Regions from separate parts of the Mus musculus genome. Here region 2 is linked to region 1. The links are chromatin contacts, called in public Hi-C maps. All regions are on one chromosome and are shown on one strand. Each heading gives the region's core, a stretch centred on a gene start, on an enhancer-like site or on the middle of the called end of the contact. The rest is flanking DNA. Distances are from core to core; before and after follow the strand shown.

The links. Hi-C and Micro-C count contacts between places; a contact is called where the count stands out from the background.
Region 2: a Hi-C map of cerebral cortex shows a contact between it and region 1, with 3 times the contacts expected there. The contact joins two enhancer-like sites. A contact is called at or near these places in 2 of 484 Hi-C or Micro-C datasets (cerebral cortex and cortical neurons) and 1 of 9 other capture datasets (embryonic stem cells).

The regions. Positions count from the first base shown.
Region 1 is chr17:70,466,877-70,474,456 of GRCm38.p6, forward strand. The region is part of intron 1 of Dlgap1 (DLG associated protein 1); the gene reads left to right. Among named protein-coding and RNA genes, the nearest start is that of Dlgap1, 46 kb to the left of the region's middle. Within about 2 kb of position 4,390, at least 7 of the 459 cell types and tissues checked have an H3K27ac peak or open chromatin away from gene starts, as enhancers often do. A contact at or near this core is called in cerebral cortex, where this site is marked.
Region 2 is chr17:70,629,144-70,636,723 of GRCm38.p6, forward strand. The region is part of intron 3 of Dlgap1 (DLG associated protein 1); the gene reads left to right. Among named protein-coding and RNA genes, the nearest start is that of Gm46581, 26 kb to the left of the region's middle. Within about 2 kb of position 4,693, at least 44 of the 459 cell types and tissues checked have an H3K27ac peak or open chromatin away from gene starts, as enhancers often do. A contact at or near this core is called in cerebral cortex, where this site is marked.

The DNA of each region.
Region 1 (7,580 bases), core at 3,140-5,639:
TCATTATATGTGCTGTAGATTTCTCTTGAAAGGTGCCGTGAAAGGCACAAACAGACAAGGTTTCAAAGCCAGGTGATTTTTCCAGAACTCTGTGTGAATAAAAAAGGATGTTTTCATGAAAAAAAAATGGTGTGCTATCTTAGGACAGACTCATCTCTTTAAAGATACTTCTATGGTTACCTGCAGTGCCAACATTTGATTTCTTAAGGACCGATTTCACAGGACTTAATTTTAACTGAACTAGGTGTTACTTATTTTGATTAAAATTATTGCTTTTCACACCTTTACCATTAGAAGACCGAGGAAAGAAAAGACTTATCCAAGGCAAACAATGATTTCATTTCCTAACACTGCTTAGTAAGGCAGTTCCTAGTTCAAAGACTGATTTCAAGGGCTCCAGCTCCCAACAACATAATAACTGTCCTGAAACTGGGCAACTTAAGACAACAATAATCATTTGTTAACCCCAAACAATTTCTGTAGATCAGGAATGGTTTGTGTGGATGTTCTGGCACAACATCCCATGAGGCTCCATTAAGAAGTTCATAGGAACACTCAAATGGTCAAAGACGTGGCTGAGAAATTCACAGTGCATATTCTTAGGAGACCCTGGTGTATTACTGTGCATATCTCCATGGACTTGCTCGAGTATCCTCACAATATTCTAGAGGTCACTAGCCTCGTCTAGAGCAATGGAGCAAGAGACTGTAACATAAGCCAACATATCTTTTATTTGTCTTGGTGGCTATTTCTGAAAATCTCATTGAGTTACAGGTTAGCTCTGTACCTAAAAGAGGGGATGCATAAGAGAGTGACTGTCAGAAACTAGTGTTAAGGGACAACCACTCACAGGCTATGGATCATGTACGCTGCAGAAGGAGGAAGTTTTACAAATGTAAGTTCTCATAAAGAAAGTGTTTGTTGGGGACCTGGAATTGAGGGATTTATCTCTATGGGCCACAAGGACCAAGAGTTAAGCATATTCACTGTTTTATGGCTGTTGTGACCACTGTTCCATTTTATTTAATACTCCCTTTTATTCTCAATTCTTTCTCCCTGTGTGATGCAGAGGAAAGATACCACGCAACAAGCATCAACTCCACAGATACACAGATATGCTTTTCTATAAGGCACATTAGATTTAAGGCTATTTTTAATATATGCAAACAGAAATTGTCCTCAGGCCTTTTTCTGAAATGTATACTATGTTTACCACATTTTAAGCATATATTCCTTTACAGGCATATCTAGGTCATTATCACCTGAGTTTCAGTTACACACATCTACTGTCTTTTACCTACCCAGTTCCCCACTGCCAATGGCTTAGCTCTTCTCCCGATCCCCTCTTCCCCCAAGACAAGTATAGCGTGACTCAACCTGGGCCCCTCCTCACCACCTTCACCATCAGTGTGCATCCCGGTGACCTGCATCCTGGTCTAGGTGTGTTCATTCTTGACCCCTGTGGTGTACTGTGATATATTCCCACCAGGAGCCAGGGTGGCACTTTTACAGTGTGAATCTTACCACTCCATGCATTTACCCCAAGGGTCTATCTGCCTCACAGCATTCTTAGAGTGATATCAAAGACCTCCTCATGGAGTCCAGAGTCTCTCGTGGTCTGGTCTTGCGGTCCTCATTTCTCCTCCACCCCTCCTTTCTTCCAGTACCTACACTTACAAGCAAGTAGGAACTGCACTTCCAAGAACTGCCTGCACTTGCCTGCTTAACTTCACTCACTTAATATTAATTAAGCCAATGTTTTCTGCCAGACATTCTCCTGGTTTCCCGAGGCATGATGATGAATGAAATAGACAAATGTGTCTCCCTCATGAAACACGTGTTCTCATGATCCCCAAACCCACCACACACCAAAAGCTCACAGCTTTGCAGCAACGCCTCCATCACCGAGAGAATTACTCTCCCGGTTCTCATGAGTGCTGCTCCTTAAAAGCCCTTGGAGCTCAGAGATATTCTTCTCTCTTCTTCTCCCTGTGCCCGGCTGCGTTTTCCCTCAAACTGACTCTCCTATCTGAGGCTGCACAGGCATCTGTGAATGACCACCCACCTTATTAAATGAGAATGTCTAGCGATTGGATGCACCCCAAATCGTGGACCTTTGTATCTGCAAAGTTCCTGTGTTGTTATGAAAACCTTCAATCAAGTTATAATGATGCATTCCTATGAGCTCAGCCCTCAGGAAGCTGAGGCAGGAGTGCCAACTGTTTGATACCAATCTGCCTGACGTAAAGAGACACTGTGTTGAGAAATAAACCATTCGCAGACCTGCATTATCTCCAACATAAGATTTGTTGTTTCAGACCCACTGTGAGACATCTACCACACACTAGCAACAATTCTTTGCAACAATTCCTGTGTGTATAAAAACAGCCCAATATTCTTCATACTGTACATTTCAGGAAACCTCAGTATAGAAAGTCAAAAAAAGTCTGTTACAAGGAGCTTGGCTAGTAAATATGTCAGAGCCAGATGATAGTGAAGGCATCTGTTTCAGTGCCCATGATATGTGTCCCTTTCTAGACTCTCATATCAAATAGAAATATGTTGGCTCTGCCTTAGTGTCTGGGGGTCTCCTAGACATACAAGGTATCAGGTTTAATATGTGAATGTTGTGGATACAGCCCATCACTTTGGGCAAAACTGATTTGCACTGCCAAATTTGGTGACTTCTAATTTAACACTACATCTCAGAGATGGACACGTTGGGTGGCTAAATCTGGATGTGTAAAATCGGTATTATATAAGCAGGAGTTGCAAAGATGCAAAGTAAATGCATGTACCGTCATTCAAACTGATCAATTAATGCTTAAGAGGCCACTTGACTGCTTCGAGCGGCTGCCAGTGGACAGCGGCACAGCAACCTGCTGATACGGTGCGTCTGTAAAAGACTAAAGGGAAGGTTTTTTCTCCTTCAAGAAGACAGTCAGCTGGATGAGTGCATCAGTGTTGAGTCTCTATGTTCATTGCACACTAAGGAAGGTAGTGACACAGAAGGCAAAAAGCCTCTGAGGCTGAAAGGCTGAGATCCATCACGATCCTTCCACATGTCCCTCAATTCTGTATGAATAGAAAATGGATGACCAACAAAGAGGGGTCTACAAGAAGGCCCATCCATCCACCATGTCCCTGAACCCTCTCTCAGAAGCCTCTGGACACAAAAGACCAATATCGACCCAGCTACCTTGAGGGCAAACTTTCAAAACAGAAACAAAAGCACCCATGAAGAGTAGACTTCTGCCCAGATGCATGCTGGGTTATTTTTTTTTCCTGCTCCCAGATGCAAACCCAAAGAGGATAACTGACATGAATAATGAGGACCAACAAGAGACTATTCCTTAACAAGTTTTGAATGAATCAACCTTGATATCTGAATTGCCTATGAATTTACCCAAAAAGGTTACGAGAAAAGAGCCCTCAAGCTCATTAGTGGGCATGAGGTCTTGAGGGTAGATGGAGTCAAGATATGGATGAAACATCACCTAACCCATCACCTAACCCATTGACCTAACATTTGACTACTCTATGACTTTGATGACTGTGTCGTTCATTTCTATTTTTCTCCCAGACTATATTTCTCACAGTAGTAGAAACCATCTGAAATGTCCTGTCATTTTTCTCCCTCAGCTCCTGGTTCAGTGAACACATGATGGAATAAGGAAGGTGATGCCACAAAGAATATAGGTAGCCTCTGAAATGGAAAAAATCAGCCCCATCAAATATTAACTTCAAGGTCAAATGTGTTACAGTTGAGTCTAAAGAGATTGAACATGTTTCTGTAAGTGGTAGAAACCATGTGGACAGCATGTCACATCCTGAACTTCCATCCCCTTCAGTCCCATCACCAGTGTGCTCTCTGAATGCTGCCCCACCCCCACCCCCATGATAAGAATTAGCTGCATCCACTATGTAATGCCTGCCTTCCATGCTGCATCTTAGCTGTGTGTTTCTTCTGGTTTTATTTCTAGCGATCTGGGTAGCAGTTGTTCTGTTTCTAGCCAGTTACTGCCTAGCATCGAGTGCTCAAATCATTATGCAGTGAGTGGTTTAGGGGTAAGGTGAGCCATTTCTAGAAGATTTCAGATGCCCTCGGATCTATTTTTAGCCATAAGACAGACTTGTCAGATGCAAGACCCATCTCCTGTGAATGTGGCCCTTGTCTCCACTTCCGTTTTTCACTTTCAGCACTTCACCTTGTCATCAGCCACTCCCTTTCGGTCACACTGGAAGGACAGGAAGTAGAGGATATGGCTTCCTGGTGACAGCAAGGCCTGAGCTGTTCCCTAGGGTGTTTCTTCAGCATTCTATCCTGGGGGCAGATATCGCAGCTTCATTCTGGCACAAGCCTTGTGGGGGTTGTTCCCATCTGCCACGAGGTGCAGACAATGCATATGAGCACTTTTTGTTTCTGTGATTGGCTAGGACTCTGCAAGGGGGCGGGATGTGCAGAAGAACTTTGTAACTCTTGCAGTCCGTGGGAGGTGGAATGTCATGAATTTCTGGGTCTGGGACTTATCTGTTCACTATACTAGCACCTTAAGATGCTGTGACAACCTCTGTCTCATGTTGGCCTTGCAAAATGGGAACCAACATTTTTTTTTTGATCCAGCCATGTGGATAGGTCAAAAAAAAAAAAAAAGCCTTGAAAGTAATTTCTGCACACTCTCAGGCAACCTTTCCACTTCTGTAACAGGCCTACGAGTGGGTGTCTGGGGTGTTTCATGGCAGATTTCATTATGAGAAAAGTGCAGGTAAGAAAATACTTCAAGAGGTAAGATGGAAAGGGCATGCAGAGAAGAACCTGAGGACACATGCCCATGCTGCACAGGGTAGAAGACATAGACTATCAACCTAGCAAATGCTGAATGAGATGTGCTCCAATAGAAGGCAGGAAGCCAGGAGAAGCACGGCCTGACTGGGATCATGTTTATCAGCTGTACTGTAAAAAAAAAAAAAAAAAAACCTAGGCTTCCTTAACGGAGCTTAGCTGTTATAATAATTAATTTGCATTTAAAAATAACACTTCTTTATTACACATTATTTCAAAAAACATAATTCTATTAAGCTGCTGTTCAGCTATGTGGGCAGAAGGATTCAGAAGGATTCTTGGGATCTTTAGATGATTTGAGCTGAAACAAATGACTCTTCCAATTCTGCCCCAAGACATCATTTCCCATACCAGAAGGGTTGCAATAGAATTACCTCCTACATAAGTATAGATTAATCAAAAATCAATTGATTACTTAATGATAAACACAGACTCTCAGGATCTGCCTGGCCCGATTGAGACCATCTGGAACAGAGCCCGGGAATGTAGATTTAACATGTGTGCTAACTCATTCCCCGGCATGCCCATCCTCATAAATGACTCGAATAGTTTCTCATCCCAGCTTTGGTCCTCAAAGGGGACATGTGCTCACAGAGAAAGCAGGTGGCTTCTTATTTCCAGGCACATCCTCCAAGTGTGTAGGATAGGCCCTATGAAGAGTTTCTTCCTGAATTTTCATTAGCATAGTGGGACCAAGCCAACGAAACGAAAAGGCTGTTCTTCTGTGTTTAATGCTACCTCCCAAGCCTGGAGCATGGGTACTTGCTATTCATGCAAAGCAACATAGTGACTGCGGGCTGGATACTGTGAAGTCAAAGTGAGTTCAGACAACAGGATATTTGTTACAAGGAATGCCCTAGAAAAAACAAGAAGGTAATCCCTCAACAAACCTAAAAGAAGACAGCCACAAGAACAGAATGCCAACTTTAACAACAAAAATAACAGGAAGCAACAATTACTTTTCCTTAATATCTCTTAACATCAATGGTCTCAACTCCCCAATAAAGACATAGACTAACAAACTGGCTACACAAACAAGACCCAACATTTTGCTGTTTACAGGAGACACATCTCAGAGAAAAAGATAGACACTACCTCAGAATAAAAGGCTGGAAAACAATTTTCCAAGCAAATGGTATGAAGAAACAAGCTGGAGTAGCCATCCTAATATCTGATAAGATTGACTTCCAACCCAAAGTCATCAAAAAAGACAAGGAGGGGCACTTCGTTCTCATCAAAGGTAAAATCCTCCAAGAGGAACTCTCAATTCTGAATATCTATGCTCCAAATACAAGGGCAGCCACATTCATTAAAGAAACTTTAGTAAAGCTCAAAGTACACATTGCACCTCACACAATAATAGTGGGAGACTTCAACACACCACTTTCACCAATGGACAGATCATGGAAACAGAAACTAAACAGGGACACACTGAAACTAACAGAAGTGATGAAACAAATGGATCTGACAGATATCTACAGAACATTTTATCCTAAAACAAAAGGATATACCTTCTTCTCAGCACCTCATGGTACCTTCTCCAAAATTGACCACATAATAGGTCACAAAACAGGCCTCAACAGATTCAAAAATATTGAAATTGTCCCATGTATCCTATCAGATCACCATGCACTAAGGCTCATCTTCAATAACAAAAAAAATAACAGAAAGCCAACACTCACGTGGAAACTGAACAACACTCTTCTCAAAACTCTGTGGAGTAAAGGAGCAGGTGGGGATGGAGATTAGGTGACGGAGTAGCCCGTGAGCTCAGCATAGTAATTGCCATCCTACTGGTCACTTTGGAAAACAAGAAAAGGACAGGTGACAGAGGAAACAGTAGTGACAAGGACCTGGTCCCATGATCAGATGCTAAGAGGGGAGACATCTAGGCAAGTTTGGCACAACTGTGACAACAGGGTGGGCCTTTTCTAAAACTGTATCCAGTGTCTCCATTTCAGGGTACTTCAAGGAAAGGTAAGTCTTGCTGCTCTTCCTGGACCACAGTGCGGAGTTTTTGTTCACAGATGCTTAGATGATTAAACGCCCGAGAGTTCCCTGCCCACTTCACACACTTCATTAGTGTGTGAAACTGCAAGACAGTTTCAGTCCCCTAAGCATGCCCACCATCATCCTTCTGTCCTTTGGGATTCCTGGAAGACGTAGGAACCTTAATTCTAAGGTCACCACTTGTACCAAAGACCATAGTGTCCAGCGTGATGCCTGCGTTTATGACCCTGTCATGGTGAGACTCAGTCACCTTGTTAATGTAGGAGAAGCACCAAGCTGCTCACCAGGGGCAGCCTACACAGGCTCTGCACCTCAGTCCTCCTCTCAAGATGTTAAATGCTAAAAATGAACTAATTCAGGCTTCTAAAACAGATTGCTCCAAAAATGGCCTCAAGAAATAGGAGTGATGATTTCATACAAGAGTATTTTAAAACGCAAACCACATGGGAAAAGACACTCTTTGTCTCTGAGAGCAAGGGGCTTAATTAACACAGTGCCAGGCATAGTAATGCCTACAAGTAAAAAATATTTTATGTGTTGTCACCAATAGCACTGGACTTCATACACATCAGTAAGACTGGAGGAAAGAGATGTTCAGAAGCACAAAATTCATAAAACATCAAATTATATATTCAACAAAAATCAATAAACCCTAAATGAAGCCAACCAATCCTCATGTCCCTGTAAAACTGGCCATATTTTGTTTTCTTCTGGCCAATGTGATACC
Region 2 (7,580 bases), core at 3,443-5,942, 160 kb after region 1:
TCCTGACTCAAGTGGAAAGCATTTGAGGAAGACACCCAGTGTCAACCTCCGATCTCTACATACGGTCACCAACATCCCTAACAAACATGGCATACTCGTGCATACACCAGCCTCTGATATGCCACATGACATATGTGTGGCATATGGGTGGCCTCACCTCTACAAGCATGCATCTGCCGAACATCCATGTGTACAAAGGACATCATCACAAAGGGCTGGGGGTGTGCCTTAGTAACAGATCACCTTCCCAGCCAGCCCAAAGCCATGTGTTGGATCTCCAGTATAGCAAAGAGGAAAAAAATTTTTAAAAACATGTGGATATTCCATCCATCCACCCATCCATGCCATGCGGTGAGCCCAGGACACATGACTTCTCAGTGTCCTGGCTTTGCCAGACTCCCTGGTTACCAATGACCACTACAAGTTCTTCCTGAAAATTTGCCTTCTCACTAAGAAGATTCAGCTAAGCTCCAACTTCCACCCGCATGCCCTGCAGGGCACCTGCACTCGTGTGCACATACAGTCCCATAGACACTCATACTCATAAATTTAAGTTAAAACAAAGTCTTTCTTTAAAAGAAGAGCTGGGCATGGTAGTGCACACCTTTAATCCCATCCCTCAGGAGGTGGGGGGCGGGGGGGCAGGCAGATCTCTGTGAGTTCAAGACCAGCACAGTGGTCAACAGGGCTCCAGAGCTGTGTGTTGGTCTTGAGCTGTATGAGAGCCTGTCTTTTAAAAGGGGGGATGGAAAGGAGGAGAAGAAAATACTTTGAGCGCCAGAAATCTCAAGCTATTGGCCAGGAACTTCTTATGACTTAAACGGAAAAGTCTGGATTTTTGTATCCTAGCACTCACCAAGAGAAACATTCTGGCACAGAGTTCTTTGAACAGCTTACAGATACACTAAAACTCTAACGCTGGCAGTTGCTGCAGCAATGCCTCAAACAGCTGCTGAGACCATGTCTAATAAGTGGGAGGGAGGAGGTGGGGTGGCAGCTGCTGGGAGATTGCAGGGAAAGAAAGCTGCCTAATTTGGGGAGAAAGACTAAGCACTGGAGTTTCTTGGCTTAGAGTCCCAATCACAGAAAAAAGTGTATTTTGGTTCTCTCTGTGACTTTTAAACTTGGCAATTTATAACTTGCAACATCTGACTGTCGGGGCTACAGGGAAACATTAGCAGAGCCTCTTCCTCTGCCTCCCTTCGTATTCTGCATGTGCTAATGTATCTCTTGCCTTTGCTGCTCCTAGAACAGAAGAAAACCCTTTAAAAATAAATAACACTTACCAATCTGTTCAAGCTGAATTTGGCAAAACTTTTATCAGTGGGGCAAGAAGTTATTTAAGAAAACTGCGGTGAGTGTAGCAGAAGGGTTCTGGCAGCTAATTAGTTGTCACCTTCCCCAAAAGCAAACTGAAGAGTGAGCTCATCTATCCAAATTGTCAGTACAGAGTTGCTCTAGGAACCCTGTTAAACAACTAGCCTAATATTTGTCCCCAGGATGTTTGTTTGTTTGTTTGTTTGTTTGTTTTGGGGAGACAAGGTTTCTCTGTATAGTCCCGACTGTCCTGAGACACTCTGTAGACTAGGCTGGCCTCAAACTCAGAAATCCACCTGCCTCTGCCTCCCAAGTGCTGAGACTAAAGGCGTGCGCCACCACTGACCAGCTGTCCCCAGGATTTTAACTGCCCTCTCATGTGTGTCCTCTCTGATATGCATATGAGACTGTCCCAGGCTCCAGGAACATAGCTGGTACACAGTGTGTTTTGTTGAGTGAACAGAGAGGTTTGCCTGGTTGCTATAATGGACAAAGACTCACATACTCACACATCCAGTACAACCTCTGATGGCGATTCTCTCACAGTGAGGATGACCGTCACTGCCTCTATCCAGGTTCACAGCACAATGGACCCAATTTACAGACTCTCTCTAGCTTTTAAAAGTAGACTTAATTTTTCAGCTTTTAAAAGTAGACTTAATGTACCTATGGGTTCAGGACAAAGTTGAAGAAAAAATACAAAAGATTCCCATATCTCTCTTGTCCCCACCCACAGCTGTCCTCTCCACCCCACCCCCTCCCAGAGGCACGGCGTACTGTTAGAATCCGTGGCCTGCTCACAGACCTCATTGATACGGCTCATCTTTCAGCTCACACTCCATCTTGTGCATTCAAAAGGCTTTGCAAACAAATAATGTCATATCCAACAATTGTCAAGTCATTAAAAAAAAAGTAGTTTCGCTGCCCTGGAAATCTGTTTTCTCCCTTCTTGGGTGTCTCTTCCCCAAGTCCTTCACGATCATTTACCCAGACTCCCTGCCTAGTCTTTCTCCCTCTAGAATAAAATAGTCGAATATCTTATTTGCTATTTAACCTTCTCCACTCTCTTTACTTAGTGGCAGGCATGAAAAGTCCTTCCATGACCTTTCAATGTCTGTAACTATAGCTGTACAGAAACCTCTGCTGGTCTTTGGTGGTCCCACATACACGTGTCCGTACACACAGAGAGACACACCACATAAGCACACACATAAATAAAACAAAAAACTTAAAAAAAAAACACTATGAGGAAAATAAAAATACCAACTCATGTTGGAATAATGGGGTCTCTCACCAGCAACCCTAAAAGCAGGAGAGCATGGAACAATGTATTTCAAGCCCTCAAAGCAAATAATTGCCAAGACTGCTACATCCAACAAAGCTAACATCTAAAGTCGACAGTGAAAGAAAAGATAATTTAAAACAAAGACAAAGGAACAAAACCAGAGGTCAATAGCAAGGAAAATAGCAGACACTCCACAAATTCTTGGAGACGGGGCAATCTCTGTTGAATGACAAACGTAGATTTGAAGAAGTCGGGAAGGAAATGTTATAACTGCTAGAATTAAATGAAAGCCAGACTTGCCAGAACTTTCTGAATACAGATAGGCCGTTCTAAGAGGAGAGTTCGGGCTGCATGTCAGTGCGCCCACTGAGGAGATTTGGCAGCAAGGGCTGGGTATCTACACTTGCTCTTGCGGTTGACTGCTGGTGGTTCCCTTAAGGGTTTCCTTCTGAGGTAAAGAGAAGTTACTTCTATGAGGGTTGGGAGCTACACTCATCTGTGGGCATGAGGACAGATGCCCACAACACAGTGCCTGCACCTAAGACTCAGGGAACACTGTGGGAGAAGGGATTGGAAGATTGCAAGAGCCAAAGGATCAGGAAAACTGCAGTGACATTGTGTCTCCAAGGAACCACAGGGAAGCTACATTCATGGAACCCAAACAACATGGTGGCCTAAACCAGACCTGAAAAAGTACAGCACCAACTGAAATGCTGGATGTCATGGGGAACCTAAGAAATACTGAGACCAGGAAGATGTCTTCTTCAGGGATGAACCCCCAATAAGTGATCAATACTAGTGACCAGCCCTGAAACCACGTATACACAAATAGCAGTATACAGACTGAGCAGGACATATTTATATATTTAAACACTCTTTGTGTGTACATATAACTATATGTATATATGATAAATATATATAATTTAAGACATACAGTATATATGTCCTGATCAACAGAATTGCCCTTTAATTAAATAATAGAAATAGGAAAGTCCACAAATATTTAGAAACTATAAAAATGAATTGTACATAGGCCAATGAAGAGATGCCAGGGAAATAAATATATAAATTGTGTTTGTGTGTAGAGAGAGAAAAAGAGAGAGAGAAAGTAAGAGAGAGAAGAGAGAGAGAATAACGATAGCAACTGAAGAATAGGACATGATTCTGAGAGAGAACAAGGGAGGGTGACTGCCAGGCCAACCATGACTACATAGCCAGAATTCCTAACATAGAGATGGTTGGGGGGGGGGAGAAGGGGGAGGAGGAGAAGGAAGAGGAGGAGGAGGAGAGGGAGGAAGAAGGGAGTCAGAGACACACAGAGAGAGACAGAGACAGAGACAGAGACAGAGACAGAGACAGAGAGCAATAAGAAAACCTTTGCTGCTTTTACATCAGACCCCATGGTAAAACAATAAAACACAGCACTGCGTTCATACTTCTATCTACTTTCAATTTTGTGTCTTCCTCTGAAGGCTGTTGGCCATTTTTTGTCCTGAACCATAGAAATGTTATTTCGGGAGTGGGAGAGAGTCTGGGGCTGTTTTACCATTGGATGCTTATCTTTTCAGCAAAGCTGGCCATTGCTAGTTAGAAGTCTTCTGCGGCACAGCAGGTGGTCACCCTATCTCAGCCTGGGCATCAACTCTGCTCAGGAGCTACTTAAACCCAAAGCTTTGTGGTTTAACTCCTTATCTGTAAGGCTTAATCCTCATGTGACGAATGGAAGCCTTAGAAAAGATAATCACAGAAACTCAAGTTCCTAATGTCCTCTGACTCTTTCATGAAATCACCCATGAAACAAACATTTTTTTTTAAACTGAGTGAGAAAATTACCCTGCATTTTTCCCTGAAGGTTCCTCTGTGGCTGCACCAACCACTGCTAATTCTTCAGTATGCACCACCCCCTTCAGGCGCTTTCTGGAACTGACACTCCAGCGATGTCCTGGAAACCAGAGTGCGTCACCTTGGAAACACTCCAGTCTTCCTCTAGACCTACAGTTATTTTTTCCCACCACTGGGCTTCTATTGGGCACCAGAGAGAGCAGGACAGAACATAAGCGCCTCTTTCATTAGAGGGGAGACAAAGGCCGGTTCATGAAGACAGCAGAAGAGGAGGGCTCCCGGGGTCAGAAGAGGGAAGGACAGAGTGAGTCTTAATAGTCTAGCCTGGCCCCCTGAAAGAGGAGCTTTGTGCATTAATTCTCTCCCCTCGGGGCTCCACAGCACTTGCGTTTCGTGGGCTTTACTCATTGTGATCTTGGAATTTTCTGCTTCAGTAGTGTACAGTCTTTAATTCTGCTGCTACCACAGCAAAGAACATTTTAACCAGAAAGCTTTGTCCCTTTTCATGTGTTAGTAAAAGGCTCTTCAGTGATGCCTTGCGGAGAGGTTAATCCATATTCAACAGGTGAATGTTATTGTCCTGGCTAGTTTTAGGTCAGCTTGACACAAGCTAGAGTCATTTTGGCAAGAGGGACTCTCAACTGGGAAAATGCCTCTGGAAGACTGGGCTTCAGGCAACCATTTTCTTAATTAATTATTGATGTAGGATGGTCCACCTCATTGGTGGATGATGCTACCCATGGGCTGGTGGTCCTGATTGCTATAAAAAAGAAGAAGAAGAAGAAGAAGAAGGAGGAGGAGGAGGAGGAGGAGGAGGAGGAGGAGGAGGAGGAGGAGGAGGAGGAGGAGGACTGTGTAAGCCATAGTGAGCAAGGCAGTAAGCAGCACCCATCCATGGCCTCTGCATCAGCTCCTACCCCAGGTTTCCATCCTGTTTGACTTCCTGTCTTGACTTCCTTCAATGATGAACTATGATGTGAAGGTGGGAGCAAAATCAACCCTTTCCTTCCCAGCCTGCTCTTGGTCATGGTGTTTTGTCACAGCAATAAAAACCCTAAGACAATTCTCTTTTTCATTCTCTATGGCCCAAAGCACAAGAAATTAGTATAATTTACCTCAACATGAAATTAATACAGGTGAATAGAACTCATCTTTTCAACCCCAAAGGGCATAACTGGGAAAGCCAGCAAGACTAGTTATTATTCTCTTTGTACTTAATTGATTGAGTCGGAATGCATGTGGACATTTAAATACTGTTTCTATTCAAGTGATAGTGTATTCACAGATCACATTTCTGTTTTGCTCACAAAGCTTTGAAAGTGTGTCCCTGCCTTGTACTATGGGCAGTTACAGCTCGTGTTCAAAATCTGTGAAGTAGACAACTCTGCATTTCCTAGAAACTGTTTTGTTGTTGCTGGGATGAATGAGAGCTTACTCCTCTGAGTTTCAAAACCACCAAGTCTGTACAGCTAAAGCTGAGGGAAAATACAGTGGGTGTGTGTGCCTTCACCTACATTCAGTGTTGCCTTTCAAATGCCTTTTCCTGTGGCTACCTCTGGTTTTCTTGTGTCTTAACAGCCAGTGCCATGTAGGCAAGAAAGGGACAGTGTTCAGGGAACCAGTCTGGTCATTAAGAGTCACTTGCCTTACCAAAGACATGGAGAAGAATAATCAGGGAATGCCAGCCCTGTCCTCTCTCCTCCTGCCTTCCTTGACTTCTATCTACTGCAGCATTGACCAACTCTGAAGAGGAAACTGATTCAGGGTCAGCACAATGTGCTAACCAGGTCCGCGAATCCACTCCTGACAGCAGATCCTTAACATCACCCCTGCTATACACAGAGACCCCAATTCACTAGGACCAAAGTTTGAAATATTGGAAAGTAACATGAGTCTACTTACTCCGGCACAAAATTATCAATGTCAGATGTTTTTTGGTAGCTTGTACTATCTCTGTTGGACGTGTCCAACCACATAGCAACACCATGTGTTTACATGCATGTACAAAATTTACATGCAAGACCTATGATCAACTTTATGTGCATGGACCTGTACAACTCGTGTGTGCGTGTGTGCATGTGTGTGCGTGTATGCGTGGTGTGTAGTGTTTCGAGTGAGTTTATGATTTTCCGTGTTTTGCACTATTCATCCCTCCCTTCAGACGCATGCAGCTGTAGACCAGACATGCCTAGATTGTCTGCAAGTGCAATGGTTCTGAACCAAACTTCCATCTTAAGATTCTGTAAAGCACATGGAGCTACAAACGTAGCATGTGTCAACACGAAAATATATCCTTTCTCCAGTTCTCTGGTTTCCCTTCCTGCCTCCCACAGTTCCATCTTGGAAAACCTTACTAGAATTCCATAAGCAGGGTTGACATCATAGGAAACATGCAAACATCTTCCCTCACCACTAGTATCATCCAGGTTGCCCTGGATGTCCAAACACCTCTCAACCTGTCCCCTCTCTCCCTCTGGCAGCCACTAGTCTCCTCTTGGTTCCTCTGAAGGTTTCATCTCCCGTAAGGAGACTCATACTGTATGGCCCTTTCTTGAGTTGACTTCTTTTTCCTCTGTTCCATGCTATGGATCCCATAGTTCGTTCAGACATCAGTCATGGATGGATCACTAGATTGATTCCAATCTGGGGGCTTTAATAAACCAAACTCATATAAACATTCCTGTAAAGAGTTTTGAGTTCTTCGTCTAAACTAAATTCCAGGAGGTCAAGGACAAGGTTGCATGATGGTTGGACACTTAGCGTTTTTAATAAGCCAGTTAACATTATATGGCTTCATGAGTGACCCACATCTGTTGTTGCCACTGCTGTATATTTGATCCAGTTTTGGTAAGGATGCAGTGCTGTGTCACGTGGATCTCATTTTCATTTTAGGGGTGAGTAATGACACTGAACCCCATCTCCTGTGTGTCTCTTTGTGACTTTGCCCAAGTTTTAATTGATTTGTGTTTTTTAAGCTTTGGGTTTGGAGAGCATTGTCCCTTATGAGATGGATGGCTTTCAATAACTTCTCCTAAAGGACCACTAGAGAAGCAGAGAAGGAGCCAGGAGAGAAATGGGAGGACAGTGGAAAGAGTCACATGATCAAAGTATGATGTGTTTGTGCGTGGAAAACAAA